Linked DNA regions of Mus musculus: region 2 is linked to region 1. Evidence: chromatin contacts called from public Hi-C data. All regions are on one chromosome and are shown on one strand. Each heading gives the region's core, a stretch centred on a gene start, on an enhancer-like site or on the middle of the called end of the contact. The rest is flanking DNA. Distances are from core to core; before and after follow the strand shown.

Region 1 (6,841 bases), core at 3,017-5,516:
TTTCTATCTCCTTGTACTAAGGTCAAATCTAAGTGGATTAAGGAACTCCACATAAAACCAGAGACACTGAAACGTATAGAGGAGAAAGTAGGGAAAAGCCTCGAAGATATGGGTACAGGGGAAAAATTCCTGTATAGAACAGCAATGGCTTGTGCTGTAAGATCAAGAATCGATAAATGGGACCTCATAAAATTGCAAAGCTTCTGCAAAGCAAAAGACACCGTCAATAAGACAAAAAGGCCACCAACAGATTGGGAAAGGATCTTTACCTTTCCCAAATCGGATAGGGGACTAATATCCAATATATATAAAGAACTCAAGAAGATGGACTCCAGAAAATCAAATAACCCCATTAAAAAATGGGGCTCAGAGCTGAACAAAGAATTCTCACCTGAGGAATACCGAATGGTAGAGAAGCACCTGAAAAAATGTTCAACATTCTTAATCATCAGGGAAATGCAAATCAAAACAACACTGAGATTCCACTTCACTCCAGTCAGAATGGCTAAGATCAAAAACTCAGGTGACAGCAGATGCTGGGGAGGATGTGGAGAAAGGGGAACACTCCTCCATTGTTGGTGGGATTGCAAGCTTGTACAACCACTCTTGAAATCAGTCTGGCGGTTCCTCAGAAAATTGGACATAGTACTACCGGAGGATCCCGCAATACCTCTCCTGGGCATATATCCAGAAAATGTCCCAACCGGTAAGAAGAACACATGCTCCACTATGTTCATAGCAGCCTTGTTTATAATAGCCAGAAGCTGGAAAGAACCCAGATGCCCCTCAACAGAGGAATGGATACAGAAAATGTGGTACATTTACACAATGGAATACTACTCAGCTATTAAAAAAACTGAATTTATGAAATTCCTAGGCAAATGGATGGACCTGGAGGGTATCATCCTGAGTGAAGTAACCCAATCACAAAGGAACTCACACAATATGTACTCACTGATAAGTGGATATTAGCCCAGAAACTTAGGATACCCAAGATATAAGATACAACTTGCCAAACGCATGAAATTCAAGAAGAACGAAGACCAAAGTGTGGACACTTTACCCTTTCTTAGAAATGGGAACAAAACACCCATAGAAGGAGTTACAGAGACAAAATTTGGAGCTGTGACGAAAGGATGGACCATCTAGTGATTGCCATATGCAGGGATCCATCCCAAAATCAGCTTCCAAAAGCTGACACCATTGCATACACTAGCAACATTTTGCTGAAAGGACCCAAATATAGCTCTCTCTTGTGAGACAATGCCGGGGCCTAGCAAACACAGAAGTGGATGATCACAGTCAGCTATTGGATGGGTCACACGGCCCCCAATGGAGGAGCTAGAGAAATTACCCAAGGAGCTAAAGGGAACTGCAACCCTATAGGTGGCACAACAATATGAACTAACCAGTACCCCGGAGCTCTTGTCTTTAGCTGCATATGTATCAAAAGATGGCCTAGTCGGCCATCACTGCAAAGAGAGGCCCATTGGACTTGCAAACTTTATATGCCCCAGTACAGGGGATCGCCAGGGCCAAAAAGGGGGAGTGGGTGGGTAGGGAATTGGGGTGGGTATGGGGGACCTTTGGGATAGCTTTGAAAATGTAAACGAGGAAAATACCTAATTAAAAAAAAAAAAGAAAAAAGAAGGAAAAAAAAAGAAAAAAACAAGTATTGGCTTTAGACATGGATAAACTATGTACTGGTGACAGTAAAATGGAGAGAGAAAATTCCTTTTAAGACGTTCTTGTTTATTTATTTTTTCTCTTTTTAAATGAAAACCAACCAACATTTCCATGAGAAAGAACAGTGATGCTGTCTAAGTAGAAGGGAAAATGGTAGTGGCTTCAGGGCAGGGATCACAGCCCCTTAAGCAGAGAGGTGAGAAAGGCTGGGTGATGCAGGCTCCCTTGCATTTATTTCCATGTGTGTACCCCTGTGGATGACACTGTGCACATGCAGAGGTAAGAGGACAACTCGAGGCAGCCACTTCTCTCTACCGTGTGCATTCTGGGGATTAAACTCAGGACATCAGGTTGGCTGCGAGAACATTTTCCTTCCGAGCTGCCTTGCCAGACCGAGAATGAGCTTTATAAATGTGAGCATAATAGAAACAAACGTGAAGGAACTGTCCAGTGTTAAAGAGCCAAACATTTTAAACAATTGGACATGTAATATGAATAATGATTCTTAGAGCATTTATGTTATTCATAATACATAGAGAAATTCAAGAGCATATTATTGGAGAGATGCTGTTTGGAATATACTTTGTGGTGATTTTATAAAGGGTTATCAATATATTTTTTGAGTTATGTGTGTGTGTCCCTGTGTGTGGGTGTGACTTGTGAGTACAGGTGCCTGTGGAACCAGGTGTCAGAGCTTTTGTAGCTGGAGTTAGGAGTGAGCTGCCAACATGGATGCTGAGAACCAAAGTTGGGTCCTTTGAGAGAGCAATAAGTTCTCTTAGCCACTGAGCCATCTCTTCAGACCCTTCACACTGATCTAAACCATTTGACGCTGTAATCTTAAACCAGTAGAGTAAGGGTAAAATGCTGGAAGACTGAGGCATAAGGATCATGTTGTTGTGAGTTTAAAGCCAGCATAGGCTACAAAATGAGTGTGAGGCTGGCTTGGGCTACACTGTGAGACAATGTCTCAAAACAAAATAAAACTAAACAAACAAATAAGAAAAAAACAAACAAAAACATAGCTTTGGGACCAGCCCGCCTGTGTCTGAAGCCTGGTTCCCACTGGTTTGCATCGCAAAGTGCTTTCTTCATGCATTAGAGCTTTTTACCTGAATCATAGTTGCCCTAAGGATTAATGAAATGTTCAGAATAATACCAAGCACGCTGCTAGCATTCACCAAATGTTTTTCTATAATTATACTATTTATTCATAAAATAGCTGGTGTGGAAAATAACCATTGGCAAATATTAAAAACAAAGATATGGTTGTTGAAATAAAGTCAATTATTGGGACAAAAGAGAAAAATCATAAAAGCTTGAGCAGTGGGCAGCCTGATGCATGGATGAGTTGGGTTTGGCTTCTTCCTGGCTGCTAGCCGCACTAGCCGCACTGAGGGATGGAAGGCTGTGGGAAATGTTCCGAAATTCTGAGGAAACAGTGATTTGGAACCTCAAATTCTATTTTTAGTCAAACCAGCTTCCAAAGTTGAACCAAAAATACATTTCAGGAATGTGAGGACAGAAACAATTTTCAAAAGACAGGATTAACAGGACACAGCAAAGAGGTCGGCAAACTTGGGGTCAAATCTAAATATTAAAAACATTTCTGTCAAGTTTAGGAATGTGAGAGAAAAGTCAAGAGTCTTTGGAGCAGTCGGGTGATTCCTACAAACCCTGCAACAAGAATGGTAGGAAGCAAACATTTTGGGCATTATTAATGTACTTTTTAAAAATTGAAATTAAATTTAAACTGGAGTCTTTTGGTTTTACACAGTGATGGAATTAAGAGCTGTTTTGGTTTCTGGAGATCAATAATTGAGCTCAGTGTTGAAGGCATTCTGTGGTTCCACAGGCTTACCAAATACAGAAAGCTGAAACACACACAGACGTAAAATGGGATGTGTTGTTTCCAAGGCAGTCGAGCAAATGTCAGCACACTGTCTGCCAGTGGGCAGGATTATGCTTCCTACTTCGGGCCATACTGTCCCTGTGGCAGCCATGCTCTCCTGTGGCACCTGATGCTCCTTGACATTGTCAAACAGAAATAGCTATTGATAGTGTATATGAACAAATGGGTTGCCTGAGTTCTAGGAAACCTGGATTTTAGAGAACAAGGGAAGGGGCAAAGAAAACTTAATTTCAACAAAAGACAGAAAAAAAAGAGGAGGTTTAACAGAAATGACAGGAAACATGAAAAATGTCTGGAAAAACTTGCCCCTAATAAAAATGATTGGAGTAAAGATTTCTAGGAGAGATAAGAGATTCTCAGGCTGTACTGAGGCTAAGTCGTAGGGGAGCAGGAGGTAGGTAGGCCATGGCACATCTGCATTCCAGAACAGCACTGCTTGTTTGCAAGATATTATTACTCTTCATCCCTGGCTGCCAAGATGAGTGTTGCAGTTATTACTATGTAAGTGTTAGAGAGGAAGAGTCTCATGGGTATCGTGGAGATGGACCCATACCATAGGCTGGCAAGACTGGGCCTGGAGTTAGAATCAGGATCAGACCCGTGGCTCAGCAGCAAGAGGTTTTGACCTTTATTACATATGCCGTCTTTATTGCACAACTCACAGTGTTTGCTGTTCCAAGGTCCTAGAGGAAATTTTAAGAGAGGTAGATATTCGGTTGGCCTAAGAGTAACTGTTGGACCCATGCTTTCATTCTTTGTGAGCTTTTTCAGAAACCGCACATAGGCTACCCTAAGTTAGGCATCTTCTACAGAAGCTCCAAGGGCTGTAGCCAGGGCAAGATTGGCAGTCATCTGAAACACAGATGGGCTCATCAAGGCTACCTTTTCAGCAATAAGGTGGGTCTGCCTCTGGGAAAGGCAGTGTGCCCACATATACATAGCAGATAGAATTTCCCATTTCATTTAAGTAAAATCTGAAGTGAATACCATTGAAAATAGCATTTGCATTTACTCTGAGAGTACAGAAAAGGAAATACTATAGAATTCTTATGTGACATGAGAAAATTCTTTGCTTACTACTTGATAAACATTAGTGCCTTGATAATAGTGGCAAGCTATGGCTTAAAGGAGGTTTTAAAGAATTTATCGAGTGGTACTGCACACCTTTGATCCCAGCACACAGGAGGCAGAGGCAGGCAGATCTCTGAGGTCAAGGCCAACTTGGTCTACAGTGTGAGTTCCAAGACAGCCAAGGCTATACAGAGAAGCCCTGTCTGGGAGAGGTGAGAAAACAACAATTTTGCAAACCCCAGTATTTCCAAAATTAGTACTAAATATATGGTATGTTGTAGAATGGTATTATAGTGTAAAAAAATCGAAGACCTGAAAGTTTTGCTATTGAAGTTTGTACAAATGCTTGTTATTTTTTTTTTCTAGGCTGGGCCATGCAAGTTGCGGCCTTTATCTTTATTCATAGGAAGTGGAAGGATGATAAGAGCCATTTTGAAGACATGATTGATTATTTTTGTGCCATCCATGAACCACTACAGCTTCTCATTTTTCCAGAAGGAACTGACCTCACAGGTAAGGTAGGCTGGGTTTGGGTTACAGAATTTATAAACTTACACACCACTAGTCAAATCTCCTACCCTGTGTGTGAATATGAGCAAAATGGATGGACAACCCCTTAGGTCACTCAGTTAATGGTACCCAAGTCTGACTTGAAGATACAATCCTGAAGTTCCATGAACTCAGAATGATGCATGCAGATTACAAGTTTAAGACCAGCCTGAGCAACTTCCTGACTCAGTGCCTCAAAATACAGAATGACAAGATGGCTAGGAATAGAGCTCACCGGGGGACTGTTGTGAGGCCCTGCGTCCAATTCCCAGTGTCATGGAGTGAGGGGAAGACCAAAAAGAAAACAACATTGAAAATATAATTGTATAAATTTTATTATAAAAACCTTGCAAATAAGTAAAATATCACACACTCAAATTAACTAGAGTGAAATTCTGTACAAGTCAATTCAGTACTGTGAGGATAGGTGCTCAGGATGAAAGTAGGGTAGCTTGACAAGAATTCAACATTTTCAGTATCAAATGTATTTTAGACAAGTTATTTCAGTGTATAAATATATTATTAAGTCAAATACAATTTTTATTCTTTGAGAATTTTATATTTGAATATAGTTTACTTTTTACCACATTTACTTCCCACTCTTCCCTGTAACATAGCTTCCAGATCTGCCTCCTTTCCTCATCAAAAGCTGGGTGTGATGGCCTAAGCTATTTGTAATCCCAGTACTTGGGAAGCACAGGCAGAAAGCTTGTCACAGGGTCAGCCTGAGCTCAGTGAGCCCCAAGCCCGCCTAGGCTGATAAGTAAGGCTGTCTCAGAAACAGTTATTAAAGCCAACCAGTAAAACAGCCGCTGCCTCACCGACCCAGGACTTCTGTTTGAACTTATTATGAATTGGATTTATTATGGGCAACCACAAGAGGTCATTATTTTTCATGTTCATAGTCCTAGAAATGACTTAAAGTATTTATATTTTAAGCCCTACAATATATCCTTCAAATATTAGCCTCTATCTTTACATAAACTGAATTCCAAAATGATATTGAGGTAGACTTAATCTCTTCTACCAGTTCTGTATATTCTCTTCCAAAGTATTATTTTTCCTGTAAACCATTTATCCTTCAAGTTCTTTTATATAAGAAAAGAATCTAAAAGTAACTAATTTTAAATCTTATGACCTTTCCACTGATACTTAAATTATCTCCCTACTAGAAAAAAGCTTTGTCTCTTGAGAAAAACCATTTATACTTGTGTTGGAGATGGGATGCAGAACTGTATATTTGGAACCTTTCTACTTCAGCAAATAAAAACAAGATTAATAAAAACACTACATAGTCTGTCACATGTACTAAAGTAGTGTTTTTACAGAGCAGACCTAACATGGATAAGTGTAGAGCTATTCTGGTTGATTATTGGAAGGCTTTGGGAGGACTTAGGGTTGAATTAGAGGGAGCTCTGTAGAAAAAGGCCAAAGGGGCCCTTTCTCCAGTGTGATAAACCATTCCTTCAAAGAGTGATTCAGCAGGATGTGAGAGGGTGTTGTGGTATGCTGTATGCGGGGACACAAACCTAAGAGGGCATGGAATGAAAGACAAAATGGGCAAGTCGTATGGCAAAGAGGAATATAAACTTATCTTCCAGGACCTGTAATATGCAGCACAAC
Region 2 (6,841 bases), core at 1,744-4,243, 700 kb after region 1:
CAGAGGAAGAGAAGGCATTTGAACGGCACACATGTGAAGTCGAACTCGGGCTTTCCCCTCTGACTGATATTGACCTCAGTATCACAGTTTCTAGGAGAAAATTATTCTCAGGGAAGTCCTTAAACAGAATCTTATGTATACATAAATGGGAGGAGAGAAGAGACCCAGCGCGCTGTAGGCACTCAATGATTAGATTGGTTGGAGTTTTGCACCAGAGAATAATCTAACCTTAGTAGCTCAACAGACCTGGAATTAACCCCACATTCATTATCATGTTTTATTGTCTTCTATGATGTAAAGGCAGTTGGAGGTTTTAATCCCCCCCCCCCACACACACACACACACTATTCCACTGAAGACTATGAGTGTGCAGCTGCGGTTACAACACGGCCCTTGGTGGCTTGGCAGATATAAGCTCTCTGAAGAAAGCATGCAGATCTAGAGAAACGTTGGTTTCAGCGTCAGGAGGTGTGTGAGAATCTTAGTTACACAGGCCATGTGGCGAGTAGGGACATAATGCAAACCCTTGCTAACCTCATTTCAAATATGTGATCAAAAATGGACTCAGAATTACCCAGAATTACTCAAAACTGCCACTTGGGCCAGCAGCTCCCCGTTTGCTTATTGGTTTGTTTGCAACTCATGATTTGGATCACAATTGTCCATTTTCTTGAAAATGCCATCCTGCTGAGTCCCCATGGGATGTGTGGAAATCTGGATACTACGGTATGCACTTGACATTCCGAGGAATCAGGGCTGTAGTATAAAACCATACTGGGGAGCCTCCTTTTCAGATCCTCACGGACCAGGATTTACAGTTTTCTGGTGTTCCAGTGGCACACTAGGAAGAAATGAAAGAATTGTCATTGCCATGTTTCTTCTATGGTGTCCCTCCCACTCTATCACAGAGACACCACAACCAACACCATGCCAAGACCAAACCCCATTTTATAGTCTCAGCTAAGGACGACACCCCAGCACAGGACCCCTTAAGTTCCTAGTCCTTCCTTTATTTTTACTGAGCATGTCTGATGTAGCAGCCAGTCTGGTGGTCTCTTTATGCACGGCACTTGCTGTCCTTAGGAAGCACAACTGTCATGTGGAATCAGATGTTCACATGAGCCCACAGAGGAGCTTTGTAATCACCGGAGCGCTGCTACAGAGAAGAGAGTCTTTGATCTAGGTTGGAGGCATCCGTGGGCCTCTTTAAATGATTGAGTTTTGCATCCCATTCCTTGCAAAAAGCCTACTTCGCCACCTGCCCATAGGTACCACTCTTGTTAAAGATACAGGGCTCGGGTAACCAGGAGCAATGGTAACGTGTTGGGTTCTGGGTCCTGGGAATAAAGTAGCATAGCGTAAGACGTGCTCTCCAGTTCTCACCTCCGAGCTAAAGCTATCAGCAGGCACGATAATGGCCTGCCTGGGAATCTACCTGTCTCCTTCACTCTTAGAATAGAGGTCTGGGTGTCAGATTTTCCTGCCATGAGGACTCTCCTGTCCACACCTCATGCCTGTCATATTGGGGGCAACAAGTACTCACTTTACCTATAAACCTACAGGCTGTGAAATGTCAAAATCCACCCATCTGCCAATCCAACAGGGGCTTTGAGTATAATCAGAGCTCTCTGTGCATAGCTACTGTATCATACAATGTAGGCTAGGCTAGCGCTGAGATCCTGTGGGGGGGAAAGTGCTCCTAGCAAGTTCTCCTTTCACCTGGCATCGCCCATCTAAAGTAAAACCAAGGGGCTTCCCAAAGGGAAGGGTCCTGAAGACCATAGAATTCCTCTACTGAAGTTCTCAACCTATAGGTCATGGCCCCTTAGGAGGCTGCATATCAGATATCCTGCATATCAGATATCCTGCATATCAGATTATCCTGCACATCAGATTATCCTGCATATCAGATATCCTGCATATCAGATATCCTGCATATCAGATATCCTGCATATCAGATTATCCTGCACATCAGATTATCCTGCATATCAGATATCCTGCATATCAGATATCCTGCACATCAGATATCCTGCACATCAGATATCCTGCACATCAGATATCCTGCACATCAGATATTTACTTTACAGTCATTAACAGTAGCAAGATTACTGCTACTGTTCTGCTACTACGCGCCTCTCCAGGGTGGAAGTCAGTCACCACATAGTGTGGCCGTCTGCCCCCCCCCAAAAAAAAAAAACCCTGCAAAGTCCTTGAGCGTACCTATCTACGTGCCCCCGTATCAGGAGGGCAAATGGTAATGTTGAAAGAAACATCATTAACCAATCATATTATTTCCTTTCCCTTCCCTCTCCACAGCCCTCACACGGTGTTTTTAACAGGGGAGTCACCCAGGTGATAGTGATTAGCAGCAAAGACTGGGTGTTCTGCAGATCTTCCCGTTACCTGAAGCCAGCTGGAAAATGGTAACATTCCCAGGTCTCAAAGGTCTGTACGCACCTCATCCCTCCCACCGAGAAAGAAGTCCATGTACAAGCGGCAATTTCAAAGGGGGGGGTCACTATTCTCTTGCAAGTTCAACTCAGTGTCACACATGGCTCAGGGAAAGCGATCCTTGACCCCAAGGCCAGCGGGGTAAAACAGAGGCTGAGAGTTCTCCCCGCTGCAGCACCTTCCCCTCAAGTCTGCCAGCTGGCCCCTATCCATCCCAGGGTGGGGTGGGAATTTGTCCAAGTATCCTACCAGGGTGGTGAACTGATCCACACAAGCGTTTCGGATCTTCTCCGGAGTGGCGGGGCTGTCTAGCTGGAAGAGCTGTTTGGCGTTACTGTCTCCGTGCTGAGCTCGAGCTGCGCGGATGGCATCTTTGATGGCAAAGAAGATCGAAGAAGCCAGGAAAAGAGGTGGCTCGCCGACAGCCTGAAAGGACAGAATATAGAACAGAGAATCAACCAGACTTTAACATCATCACACTGACCCAGGAGGCCAGGCCATGAGCCCTGCACTGAGATACCAAGTGATGTCCGGGAACAACTGCACCCAGCTCTGATGCAACCACAGCGAACTGTCGAGCGCGCTCAACTAGTCAGGAAGAACGACGCTGCTACAGGATCCTTCTGCACACATTTATTCAGTCCTGTTTCTTCTTTCTCCATATATCTCCCTTGTTTATATCTCCCCTGTTTATATCTCCCCTGTTTTTATATCTCCCTTGTTTATATATCTCCCCCGAACCCTGGGCCTCTCACTCCTTTTATACTCTCTCTCATCCACGCACTGCAGGCCATGCCCCCTCGCCAGTCACGAGGCTTCAGCTAATCAGGGCAGCAGGGGCAAATCTCCACCAAATTGGATTCATCTGTATCCTGGTACACCTGCGCAGCACTCAAGATGTTTGTGTCTTATATGAGGAAGTCAGGTGCAAGTCATATGACTTAGCTGCAGTCCCTGGCGCCTTTGGGACTGCCGCCACACCCGCTCCCCACAATTCCCCCTTTTTTCTTTTTTGGCAGAGAGAATGTCTGTAGATAGCCCCCCGCAGCCATGCCCCTTACCCGTCCTTGGGTGACAAACAGCATTGGTTTGATCCCTGTCTTAGGTTGGTGACATGCCCAGGGAGTCTTATCACTGACTACCTCTCTATCATGCCAAGCCACACCTGGGGAGATTGTGTTTTGCTTGCGGCAGGTGCATCAAAAGGCCAGGATGTTAATTAACCTATGGCCAGATCTTAATTGCTGCAAGCAAGCCTCATGGGTGAAGGTAGAGGTCTGATCCCCAGTGTGCAAGCATAGGGGCCCTACACAAAACCATCCCTTAGGCTCATCACCCAGAGAGGTCTTGGCCAGCTCCCGTGTCGTTTTTCCTGGGGGAAGGGAACTAGGACACTGAACCTTCATGCAATCAGACGTGCCTTCCACAGGATGCCAACAGCAAGCTATCCTCTGTGCAGTGCTTAGCCTCGCACCCCACGGCATAACGCAGCATAATTTCTTTTAGAGCGGCAAACCGAATCTGAGGAGATTGTCCCGCCTCCACTGCAGCAAAAGCCTATGCTACCATAGCGAAAGTGCGGACCGCACACTCTGCACCTAACACATGTGCCAAACACAAAACACACACACACTATAACAAGCATACATCCCAGGGCTCTCATCCCCGCTCATCTTCCCTGAAGCAAGGGATAGATAGCCAGAGGGGCTATCTCTTTAAGGGGAATTCAGGGATCAAAAAGGCATGGGAAAATTTAAACGTCATGTCGAGCTGGTATCGGCTTCTGGAATACCGAAAGGATCTCTCATCTCGGCTCCATCCTTTGTGCTTGTGGGATCATCCACCACATCCACAGGGGCAACTGGATCAGGAGCCTCATTCTTGCAGCGTCTCATCAATCTCTCCGGCACCCAAAGAGGTTCTGTCTGGTCCTGTGGAAACACACAAACAGACCCTCTCGCCCACATCAACACCTGATCTACTCGATCCCCAGGGGGGATGGACACAATACCTCGTGGTGATGAGACCATAACCTCAATCACCTGTGTGTCCATCTGGGGAGTCAATATGAGAGTCAAGTTTTCATTAGCTTCCCCCCTGTTGGGCAATGATTTCTGTGCCCTTATGGCAATCTGATTTACCTGCTTAAACACCTGCACTGGATATCCTGACTGTTGTTGTGCAAATCGACCTTGATCAAGCAGCATATCTCTATCCCATGCAAATTCAGCTTGATCAGTGAAAATAGGACATCCCAGCAAGGAGAATCTATCCTCTTTCCAGACCTCCGGACAGAAGGTCTGCCCATAGATGGCTGACGAGGAGGCATAGGGAGGGGGAGCAAAAGCTAATTCGCCTTCCTCCTCTGCCTCAACTCTTTTATTTTGTCCTTTCTGTCCACCTGATAACACTGTGTCTCCTTTCTTTTTCCTTTTTCTTTTTAAGCCCTTTTCCTCTTCCGACATACTTTCTTGTTGCTCTGTAAGGATTTTCTGACCTGTCTTGACTGCCTCTACACACAGTTTCAAACAGTAACAGAGTCCATATATCAGAACAAGCAAGACCAAAACTATCAGACCTACCCACAAAGGGTCAACGGGAGAAAAAAGCATAACTACACAGCGAGGATCTATTGATCACTACACTGAGGTTATCATAGTTCCTTAACTTGTCCCCAAACCGGGAACCTTAACTTGTCCCAAAGCCAGGAACCTTTCGTTACCTTGTGCCTGCTTCCTGGCAACTTAATGCTTACCTCTATTTTATCCAAGGTCCTTCCCAAACTCCTGGGTTACTTTGTGCCTACTTCCTGGCAACTTTATGCTCACCTCTATTTTATCCGAGGTCCTTCCCAAACTCCTGGGGTCACAAGTTTCACTCACCGTGAACTTACCCTGCCGGCAACCACTGACTGCTGAAAGTTCTGAACTCGGTGGGGGAGTCGGTTCCCCGTACGGGCCACCAATTGTCACGCCCGCTCTCGACCAGCAAGAACGACGCGACCACCAGTCCTTCTAACAGCAGTTTATTCAGTCTTCATCTTTCTTCTTTCTCTTCATCAGTACCTTTCCCCAGCTGAAGAGTTCTGAATCCACGCCGGATCCTTCTCAACAGTCTGTTTTACGGGAACCTTTATTAACCCCTTCTTCCCCGTTATGCAGTTCTGAATCCTCCCTGTAGCAGGGGGTCTTCACTCATGCCTGAAGATGTTTCTTTTCCCGGGTTTTCTCGTCCCAGGTCTTCTCGTCCCGGGTTTCGGCACCAACTGTCGCGCGCGCTCAACAGGCCAGGAAGAACGACGCTGCTACAGGATCCTTCTGCACACATTTATTCAGTCCTGTTTCTTCTTTCTCCATATATCTCCCTTGTTTATATCTCCCCTGTTTATATCTCCCCTGTTTTTATATCTCCCTTGTTTATATATCTCCCCCGAACCCTGGGCCTCTCACTCCTTTTATACTCTCTCTCATCCACGCACTGCAGGCCATGCCCCCTCGCCAGTCACGAGGCTTCAGCTAATCAGGGCAGCAGGGGCAAATCTCCACCAAATTGGATTCATCTGTATCCTGGTACACCTGCGCAGCACTCAAGATGTTTGTGTCTTATATGAGGAAGTCAGGTGCAAGTCATATGACTTAGCTGCAGTCCCTGGCGCCTTTGGGACTGCCGCCACACCCGCTCCCCACAGCGAACAAGCCAAGAAGAGCCAGCCAAAACTAATAAAGGCCTGAGAAGCTACTTCTTAAAGGACTGATCTTCATAAGACTTTTCTTTTAGCTCATACTATGTAATTTTCTCCAACAATACCAGAAAACTGCACGTGACATAATTATATGATGTATCTTTGAAAGTTATGTTAAATAATCATTTTTATTACTGAGAAAGTTTGGCTATGAAGCCCTGCCTGGCCTTGGTACTCACTGTGTAACCCAGGTTGTCCCTGAACTTTTAGTAATTTTCCTACCTCAGCCTTGGAAATACCAGGATTACAGATATGCACCACCATGCCTGGCTACTGTTTTATAGATCAAAAACTTGGCATAAGTTTTAGCCTCTCCCTCAGTTACTAGCCCACGGGAATAGTCTACCTGCATCCTTGACAGCAACGCTAAATATGCACTGTAATTACATATACAGATCTTCTAGGATTGCATGCATCTCCTAATAGAGATTGACTTTTCTTCCCTGTGAGGCATAGGTGCAAGACCACCTGCATCAGAATCAAGGAAACTTATTAAAACCTATGTTTTGAGGTTCTGCCTTCTTGGACTACAGAACCAAAATTTCTGAGGTTATGATCCTCAGAGATACATTTTTCTCATGGATCTAGTGACCCTAACACATGGTATTTTGTAAGAACCCATGGCCAAGGTCACAATGTGTTCCAGAC

What was found. Hi-C and Micro-C count contacts between places; a contact is called where the count stands out from the background.
Region 2: a Hi-C map of liver shows a contact between it and region 1, with 5 times the contacts expected there. The contact joins two enhancer-like sites. A contact is called at or near these places in 12 of 39 promoter capture datasets (the 3T3-L1 cell line, 3T3-L1-derived adipocytes, the C10 cell line and 7 more), 3 of 15 datasets of contacts at CTCF or cohesin (large pre-B cells, pro-B cells and stem cell-derived epiblast-like cells) and 7 of 484 Hi-C or Micro-C datasets (B cells, cerebellum, large pre-B cells and 4 more).

What each region holds. Positions count from the first base shown.
Region 1 is chr17:73,182,840-73,189,680 of GRCm38.p6, forward strand. It overlaps Lclat1 (lysocardiolipin acyltransferase 1), which reads left to right. Exons shown (of 6, transcript NM_001177967.1): 4 at 5,036-5,182. Among named protein-coding and RNA genes, the nearest start is that of E330032C10Rik, 65 kb to the right of the region's middle. Within about 2 kb of position 4,267, at least 9 of the 459 cell types and tissues checked have an H3K27ac peak or open chromatin away from gene starts, as enhancers often do. A contact at or near this core is called in liver, where this site is marked.
Region 2 is chr17:73,883,643-73,890,483 of GRCm38.p6, forward strand. Xdh (xanthine dehydrogenase) reads right to left here. Exons shown (of 36, transcript NM_011723.3): 35 at 2,701-2,877; 36 at 253-841. The coding sequence ends at 791. Among named protein-coding and RNA genes, the nearest start is that of Xdh, 63 kb to the right of the region's middle. Within about 2 kb of position 2,994, at least 4 of the 459 cell types and tissues checked have an H3K27ac peak or open chromatin away from gene starts, as enhancers often do. A contact at or near this core is called in liver, where this site is marked.